2 separate regions of the Bicyclus anynana genome follow, and region 1 is linked to region 2. Evidence: chromatin contacts called from public Hi-C data. All regions are on one chromosome and are shown on one strand. The core of a region is the stretch at or near the end of the contact, and the rest is flanking DNA. Distances in the headings are between cores, read along the strand shown.

The links. Hi-C and Micro-C count contacts between places; a contact is called where the count stands out from the background.
Region 1: a contact with region 2 is called in a Hi-C map of whole body, with 2.9 times the contacts expected there. The contact joins the promoter of LOC112045327 here to the enhancer-like site in region 2. A contact is called at or near these places in 2 of 2 Hi-C or Micro-C datasets (whole body and whole larva).

The regions. Positions count from the first base shown.
Region 1 is chr19:8,186,901-8,191,689 of ilBicAnyn1.1, forward strand. It overlaps LOC112045327 (PI-PLC X domain-containing protein 3), which reads left to right and starts at 2,984. Exons shown (of 7, transcript XM_024081467.2): 1 at 2,984-3,141; 2 at 4,642-4,752. The coding sequence starts at 3,108.
Region 2 is chr19:8,153,383-8,157,786 of ilBicAnyn1.1, forward strand. LOC112045357 (6-phosphofructo-2-kinase/fructose-2,6-bisphosphatase) reads right to left here. Exons shown (of 9, transcript XM_024081506.2): 9 at 1-1,464. The coding sequence ends at 1,360. Among protein-coding and RNA genes, the nearest start is that of LOC112045313, 8.1 kb to the left of the region's middle. Within about 2 kb of position 1,354, at least 7 of the 8 cell types and tissues checked have open chromatin away from gene starts, as enhancers often do.

The DNA of each region.
Region 1 (4,789 bases), core at 1,734-4,233, 35 kb after region 2:
CTGCCAAATCAGAATCAACCTATCATCAATCAACACCATACTAAGTAGGTATGTGATATTATTCAATTCGGTATAATCTGTTTTGGCTCGCAAGTTGCTGTTAATTGTCCATATTCATCCTTGTTCTAGATAATCTCAGAAGACGTCTGAAAGGTTCAGTAACCCCAATAAAAAGCTGAAGAGTTCGTTTGTTTGTTTGTTTGATTGAACGCGCTAATCTCAGGAACTACTGGTCCGATTTGAAAAATTCTTTCAGTGTTAGATAGCCCATTTATCGAGGAAGGCTATAGGCTATATATTATCTCCGTTTTCTCACGGGAACGGTAACCACGCGGGTAAAACCACGCGGCGTCTGCTAGTTTATCTATAATTTAAAAAAGTGTCATTATACCTATTGAGATTATTGACGTAATTTATCTAACCAGGAATTGCTCATTACTATCATTACGTTATACGTTACGCATTCAATTTACCATAACTCAGTAGGTTAGATTTAATTGACAACAGAATAAACATGATTTGTGCAACAGGAAGTTTTTACAAACATACCTACATACATACATATTAATGACGCAAATGATCATTTATATATCATTAAAACTACGTATACTACGGGGTATTAAAAACATGTTGCGCTTTGGTTTTACTCCTAAAACACGTGCCAATTTAATAAACGTACTAAGGAGTGGTAATTTCCCAGCCACTGCATACGTTGTTTTCCTTAACGAATTTTCACGCGATTTCCATCAGCTTGATTTGTGTTTTCATCTAAAAATAAATAAGATGACCTGGGCCAGTAGCCATGTTGCACGTCGATTCTCTTTCTACAATCGTAAATGCTTCGAGATTTTGAAATAATATGGGAATGACATTCGTTAGCCACAGGTCACGTGATCAAGTTATCGATCGGATCAGTCATTCCAATACATTTTTTAAGACAATTGACGTATGGCTACAGGGTGCTACAGGCCAGTTTTACTGTGACGAAAGGTTTGGAGTACCGACACGACATATTGACGAATACGACCAAGGAGAGAAGTAAACCTAATTAATATTTTCAATAGATCCTATTGAATTATTATTATTTATTTATTGATATTTGATAGTTAATTAATATTTAATAGTAATTGGATATTATTTTTAGAATACAATATATTTTATGTTTGATTTGACTAATATTCCTCTTTTCTACTCTTCTACTTGTGCATAAGGGTAGATATAGCAATAGCCTACCTATAGAGATCGAACCCGAGACCTTTCTTAAATTATTTTTGTTGACTTAAATTATTATATTTGTTGACTGCCTGTTTACCTATAGGATAATGGATGAGTATTGAGTAATGGAGTCATCATTGAATAGATTTCCATGGAGTTTTTCATTTTCATGAAAGATTTACAATAGCTAGTTTAGTTGTGTAGTGTTAATACATATAGATAGGTAGATACAATAACGATAATGAGAACTTAACTTGTACATATGTTTTCTGTGCTTAAACGTGATTTTGTATTAAACCTAAAATGTGTTATATTATATACCTAATATTGATATAATATTGTATTGAACTGTACATCTATAACATAAGTACATACCTACTTCAATTACTATATAATTGCATATAATTACTTTAACATTAAGGTCAAACAAATGCGACCTCCAATGTCTAAAAATTGCGTGGCTCTGCAGTATTTGAAGCAAAATAAAATTGCAACCTATTTTTGGAAAGATTTGATTATTTGTTTGCATTGAATAGGAAACTTCTGAACCAATTTGGAAAATTCTTTCACTGTTAAGAAGCTACACTATCCCCGGGCGGTATAGGCTATATTTTATTCTATGGGAAAGGGAACTAACCGGGTGAAACACGCGGGGTCTGCAGTCTACTAGTAAAATAAGATGGTTTGGAGCCAAGATTCACTACGCTGTTTCAGTCACTTGGTGGGTATATGATGGTATTGTTCAGAAACAAGTTTTATAACAAAAAGTACCTACTATGAAAACTTTATGATTAATCTTATCACGGGAACATATTTCATGCGAAACGGAAGTTCTATGCGGTTCATCGTTATCGGGACATGGAACAGACTCTTTTCTCCTTTAGATTTAGAACAACCATTTTGCTCCAAAGTAGGTCGGTGGGGCCGCACGGTAGTAATGCTTCTCTGTGAGTCTTTAATATCGCTAGTCCCCCGCAGATGTTTATTCTAATAACCGGGACTTACCGTTCTTTTTGAGGCAAGGACTTCTCGGGGCTGTATCATCACCAAATTCACAACTTCAGATTTCTACTAATTTGGAAGAAAGAAAATCTCAATATCCCGACCATCGTATATCAATACCCAAAGCCACATGGGAATCCAGAACCTGGAATATATATTTTACTTAGGTGACCATTGCTGACCTGATTAAACTGCTCTATTTTAAGTGAATACCATATTCACCTTATTATCACCATGAGCCGTGATAGCCCAGTGGTTATGACCAATCTGACCTCCAATTCCGTAGGCGCAGGTTCAAATCCAGTCCGGGGCATGCACCTCCAACTTTCAGTTATGAGCATTTTAAGAAATTAAATATCACGTGTCTCAACCCGTGAAGGAAAAACATCCTGAATTGAGAATTTTCTTAATTCTCTACGTGTGTGAAGTCTACCAATCCGCATTATCTGTCAATTGGGCCAGCTTGGTGGCCTGGGCTCTGGGCCTATCGCCTCTTCTGAGATGAGACTTGTGCTCAGCAGAAAGCCGAATATAGGTTGATAATGAACTCATTATAGCGATGATTTGACAACTTAGACAAAAAACAAGGTCAAATGAGAATAGCTGAAAAAAATGCGAAACTATCCTTTCACCCAATCGCCAAAAATATGTCCTGCATCAGTTGTTACCAAGTTGGTAAACAAAGCAATCGCGAACAATAACATCCTTAAACTTTTTGCATTCATTAATCTCGATAATTCGTACTGTATTGCACGCTACTCATTCTAAGTTACATCTCGGGTCAGATCTTACCAGTTACTTATTACTAGAATTTATTTTGCTCAGACGAGATAACTTATCAGTAATACAAGTGGCACAAGGAAAATAACAAGTGGATTTAATAATAAAATATGAAAATTCAAATAATTTTTATCTTCATCATAGGTTGGTAAGCGATTAATTTAAACTTATTCTGAATTTATGGTGCTGGTGTCAGAAATATTTGAGTGCTGTGAGATACATACTTATTGTTACGTAAATAAGTGCCACAAACTAACTTTTTTTAACAGTCATTAAAAAATAAATAATAAATTAAGTTTCTAGATTTAATTTTGAAGATAGATAGAAAGTCTGTTAGCGATTTTCGAATGGGTAGGTCCAACGTATCGGACGCCCCAAATAGGTACCTAGTACCTACCTACCTAAAGAATTTGGCACCTAAGACCGAGTTCTCGTAGCATCTATAAATCGTAACGTTCACGTCAGCGAAGCTATAAGTGTTTGCGTACTAGGAGGATCCTGTCTTCAGTAGGCCTTCCCCTGGCAAACCTACGAGATATATTAATTAATACCTATAATGACCCAGTTATGACTCCATAACTCTTAAGGGACCACACTAGACACAGAGGTACAAGCGCCGCTTCCGCCATGGCGGAAAATAGACCGAGTCAGCTCAAGCCAACGCACATACCTTTCTAAGGCCAAGCGATCTTTCACACCTGAACCGGTCTAGCTACTCCACTTCTAATGTGACCGCCTCTACGTCCCGCGTTCGAAAATATTGCTAAGGTTGAATGCATGGCGGACAGTCTACAAGCCCAGTTATTATATGTGAATCTCAAGTGTTAAAAGTCAATTCTGTTTGTAAATAGCAGTCTCTTAGGCCTTCAGCCTTCGGGCCCAACAGGTGATATTTCTGTGCTCGCTTAAAACCCCCGGTGATTCCGCTGAGGTCATAATTATTGGAAAAATAACGAGTAGAATGGCATTTCATCAGACATGAATCCTCTTTCAAACACTATTAATCCTCTGTGATGGTTTGACAGATATGACATATATTTGACAATTATAGTTTTCTTATCTGTGCCTCTCACGTCCGACTTTGTTTACATTTTTTTGCGTTTGCTTTTGCTATTTTTAACTTTAGCCTTTGGAGTTTGGTTTCTTTTTAATTAGTTTAAATTAATTTTATGAATGAAAAATATTGATAAACATTAAAAGTATTTGAAAGAATAACAATTTAAACTTAACAAAAGAGTACGTGAGGTTAAAGCAATTACACGTAGGATAACATCTACGTTTTGTAGAATAAATTAACAGGTAATTCTAACATACATTTTGTAATCCACTAGATATATTTATATGATACTATTAAAACGAAGGACCGTCGACCTTAGAACCAGCTTTAGCATGCTGCATTATGATGACGTTATACACTAATGAATGGAAAAATGCGTTCACGACTCAGTAACACAAAGCCCTTTGTTTGTATCTACTCGTAACGTAGTAACTTAAATCGACTGCAAAGCGATCTTCTTACAAAAATAATCGTAGGTAAAATTTGAACTTTAAGTGAAATAAAATTATTAAAGGTGATTTTAATTTCGTGGATTGATAAAATTTAAATTAACAAAGTGATTCGAGGCGTAAAACTGTTGGTTTCAGGTGCAATAATGAGTGACAACGTCTCAGCACAACATATTGATCTTGAAAACTGGATGAGAGATCTGCCAGAACCACTCAGGAATATTCCTCTCATATATTTAGCAATACCAGGTAAGTAAATAGTTGTTGTGTTTAAGACTACACAACT
Region 2 (4,404 bases), core at 104-2,603:
TATGTTTTTTATTTTTTTGATTTATTTTTCGGTCCTAGATACCAGTCCTTATAGGACAAACATATTTACAGCCGATCTATCACAAACAACCAGTCATACAAGACGTTTTATGAACAAAAATGCAACAATTTAGCTATATGTATAGTTTGAATGAATTCATTCCTTTAGATTAAATGATTTAATGAAATAAATGATATACAAATTAAAATAGTTAAAACCCTAAAAGTATCTAGTAGTAGGTAGCTATAAATATAATCTAAATAACGTAAACAAATGAAAGATTAAACGTAAATTAAAAATGGCAGTTATCTGTCATGATACCCTAAAGAACTTATTAAACGAAATATGTAGGTACTGTAAGAACTACTGTCTGAACTGTTTTCTACTAATCACATTGTACGTATTTGAAAATAATTAATTTTACAAAAGTTTTACTGTAAGTCTTAGGAGTGGTATATAATCTAATTTAACTAGTGTACGTAATATTACAGGTAATTATAAATCTAACACTAGCACAAACACCTAACATTTCAATTAACATTAAACAAAAACACATAGCTGATTGTAATAGAAATTACTAATCATATCAATTACTTAAATCAATAACTAAAGTAATTACAAAATTTTCCTAAATTTATTTTAAGTAATATAAAAATTTAATAAAATAAAAAAGTAAATGATACGCCTACACAAATTGTTATATTTACTTGAAAAAAAAAAGACTATAAACTACTTATTACTTAAAAATAGATTTATTGACGTGCCGGATTTATTAATCCTTCAGTCTTGAAAGTTTTACGATACATCCATCACTCTCACGCATACAATGAAACGAGACCTCAGACCAATTACTGTATAGGACCTGCCTCGCTAGACGTTTTCTGACAAAGTATATGATCAACGATCCAATTCTATTATAAAAACTCTAAAAAGTCTCTACAGTATTGATGTTTCATAGATGTAATCGTGTTCAACGGTCAAGAGCTCCGTAAAAAAAATACCTTTTTGTGTAGTTGAATAGTGTAAAAAACGAGCAAACACTTCTAGTTTAGTATATAACATAATATACCTAATGTAAACTCGTTTTCTTCAGAAGATGATTATTTTGTTCGTGAATTTGGGTGCGATACAAGTCCTTCTATAATTGGTCTGAGTAAATAGACGCAAAATGTTCTGTATCACTCTCTCGCACGCATAGCTTATGTACACGCGGATCGCTATGATGACGTACTGAATATCACGTACTTCCATCCGTGGTCTTTCACAACCGCGATGGGCCGGGGCGTTTCACACTGGGTCTGGTGGACCAGTGGTAATGCTGATTTGGTAATACCGGACCGTGGTCCGAGGGACCGTCGCCTAAAGTTGTGCTTCGGAGTTTTGCCACATGTTAGATGGTAGCGTATCGTAGTGCGAAGGTACTGTTACCAACGCGTCTGCTGTCGTACGGTTGATTGAGCAGTTCTGTGAACAACAGGTTTTAATTATTATTTAACCTTATTAATAACAGCTTAACTATCGCCTTTTAAAAAAAGGCCCATCTCATTTTACGAAAAGGGATTTGATGATGCTCCAATATGGGTAGGCTATCTTAAGGTAATGTTTGTCAATAAACTATCTGGACCGACGTAACGTTATGTAAGACGATAACAGGAAGAAATTCACGCAGCTCTGCGAAGTGTCAAAATGTGCGTATCTGAATGCCGAATTCTTTGCATCGGCTTAACATCAGTTAAACAACGGTTGCAAATTTGATGTAAAAGAATAGCTCACTCTGTTCGAGACACGCAGGTGTAACAGACCTAACTACTCAACTTCAGGCTACATAATACAATGGTAGTAGTCTGCTGATGAGGATTTTTAAAATATAGAAAATCTCAATCTCACTAATCACAAAGGCGAAATATTGTGTGAAAGTGTGTGTGTGTATGTTTGTTCCTCCTTTACGCTGCGGCTACTAAAGCAATTTGGCTGAATGGAAATAGTTTTTACTCTGGATTAACACCTAAGCTACTTTCATACCGGAAAAATCCATGGTTTCTGTAAGATTTGTGAAAACTGAATTCCATGCGGACGAAGTCGCGGGCGTCCGCTAGTATTTAAATAAATTTACTATTTTTAGTATCCCATTAACACCATAATCATCACAGTAGAAAAGCGATTTAAATTACATATTATTATGATAGATAAGGATTACGTTTATATGAATAATAGTCTAGTGATGCAATCATCATCATCATCATCATCATATCAGCCGATGGACGTCCACTGCAGGACATAGGCCTTTTGTAGGGACTTCCAAACATCACGATACTGAGCCACCTGCATCCAGCGAATCCCTGCGACTCGCTTGATGTCGTCAGTCCACCTGGTGGGGGGTCGGCCAACACTGCGCTTACTAGTGCGGGGTCGCCATTCCAGCACTTTGGGACCCCAACGTCCATCGGCTCTTCGCACTATGTGCCCCGCCCATTGCCACTTCAGCTTCGCAACTCGTTGAGCTATGTCGGTGTCGGTCGGTTGAGTGATGCAATGGTTTTTATCAATAATCCTACTATGATAGGGATCGTTCCAGACAGACTTAATAAAAGTTACGTAACAATTACGGTAACAAGTCAACATCTAAAACCGAATTATCTTCCTATAGGTAAACATAAAATTTACCTACCTAAACATAAAATGGTATAAAATAGGAAATAATAAAATATGTTGTATAAATAAATGTTCTGCATTTTACTTCATATTATGCGGAACACAGAAATCGGAATAAGAACAATGGACCATTGTAGAAAATTATATTATTTCTTTTATGAATTATCATTCCAAACAATGGAATGTAGAATAGGGACGAAAACTACATTATAAAAAATATATCTAATATAAAGAATAAGACAAAACATTACCACATTGTTTTAGTACTTAGGTACTTACGATTATGAAAAAAAATGCGGGTTGATAATTTCTAGGACATCTCATAATCTCATTGTAATAATTATGTTAGTGTATTATTATTTTTAATCTACTATATAAAAATAAGTCGGGTTTTCCTTCCTGACGCTATAACTCCAGAACGCACGAACCAATTTCCACGGTTTTGCATTAGTTGGAAAGGTCTCGGGCTCCGTGAGGTCTATAGCAAAGAAAATTCAGGAAAAGGTAGGGGTAGGGTAGGGGTAGGGTAGGGTGAGGTAGGGTAGGGTAGGGTAGGGGGTAGGGTAGGGATAGAGTTAGGTAGGTTGAAAGTTTACATCGAGTTTCACGCGGACGAAGTCGCGGGCGTCCGCTAGTTTTTTATAACAAAAAACTCGTACTTATTTATCACATTGTCAGTTTTGCAATTACGATTATCACACTAATATTATACTAATATAATAAAGGCGAAAGTTTGTGTGTGTGTGTATGTTTGTCCTTCCTTTACGCTGTTGCTACTGAAGCAATTTGGCTGAAATTTTGAATGGAAATAGATTTTATTCTGGATACCAGATAGTCTACTTTCATTCCGGAAATATCCAATATTCCCGCGGGATTAGTGAAAAACTGAAATCCAAGCGGACGAAGTCACTAGCGTCCGCTAGTGGTTAATAAGTAAGAATGACGTCAAGCAGGGAAGATAAATCAATATGATTTATCTTACTTATTGGACTTACTTTACCAATCTCAATAATATGCGTTTGTCCATTCATAGAGCTTCACAAAAATCCATTATTAAGGCTTATATGGACAAGCTTATCACTATCTAACATAACACCACCTTTTATTACACGATAAGCTATCTATGGTGTACCTAATCTAGTCAAATATTTGCTAATACGTTATGTACTTGTGCCTCGTGCCTATGCCATTTACCTTGTATTATGTACGTCATATCATTTCCTGTAATTTTGTGCATAAACGATGATTAACTTGAAATGAAATTTAAATCCAACCTTAAATTATACTCGTATTATATGTCTTTGTCTCGTATTATATTATTTAATTGTCATTGTTTTTGTCTGTCAGTTACCTACGTACATTAAAAAGCCGGTAGATTGTGAGGATACTTGAAATTGCTCTAATTTTACAAACGGATCCCTAAATCAAAAAATGTTGGTAAAAGACCCCTAATAGAGACCTTTCCAACGATACTCCATACTATGAAATGAACGAGTAAAAAAAAAATTATCCCCACTTTACTTTATTTTTCAAGATTTTATTTTACGACTTTGTTCACATTTTTAAGGTACCTACTCATCCTAATTTACTTTACTTAGCTTTCAGTAATAGCACAATTGTCTCTGCACAAAACCGTGGGCGGACGGACGGACAAACAGACGGACATGGCGAAACTATTAGGGTTCTTTATAGACTACGGAACAATAAAATTAAGCATTAAAAGCGGCCAGTAGACAGTAGACACTTTGCACA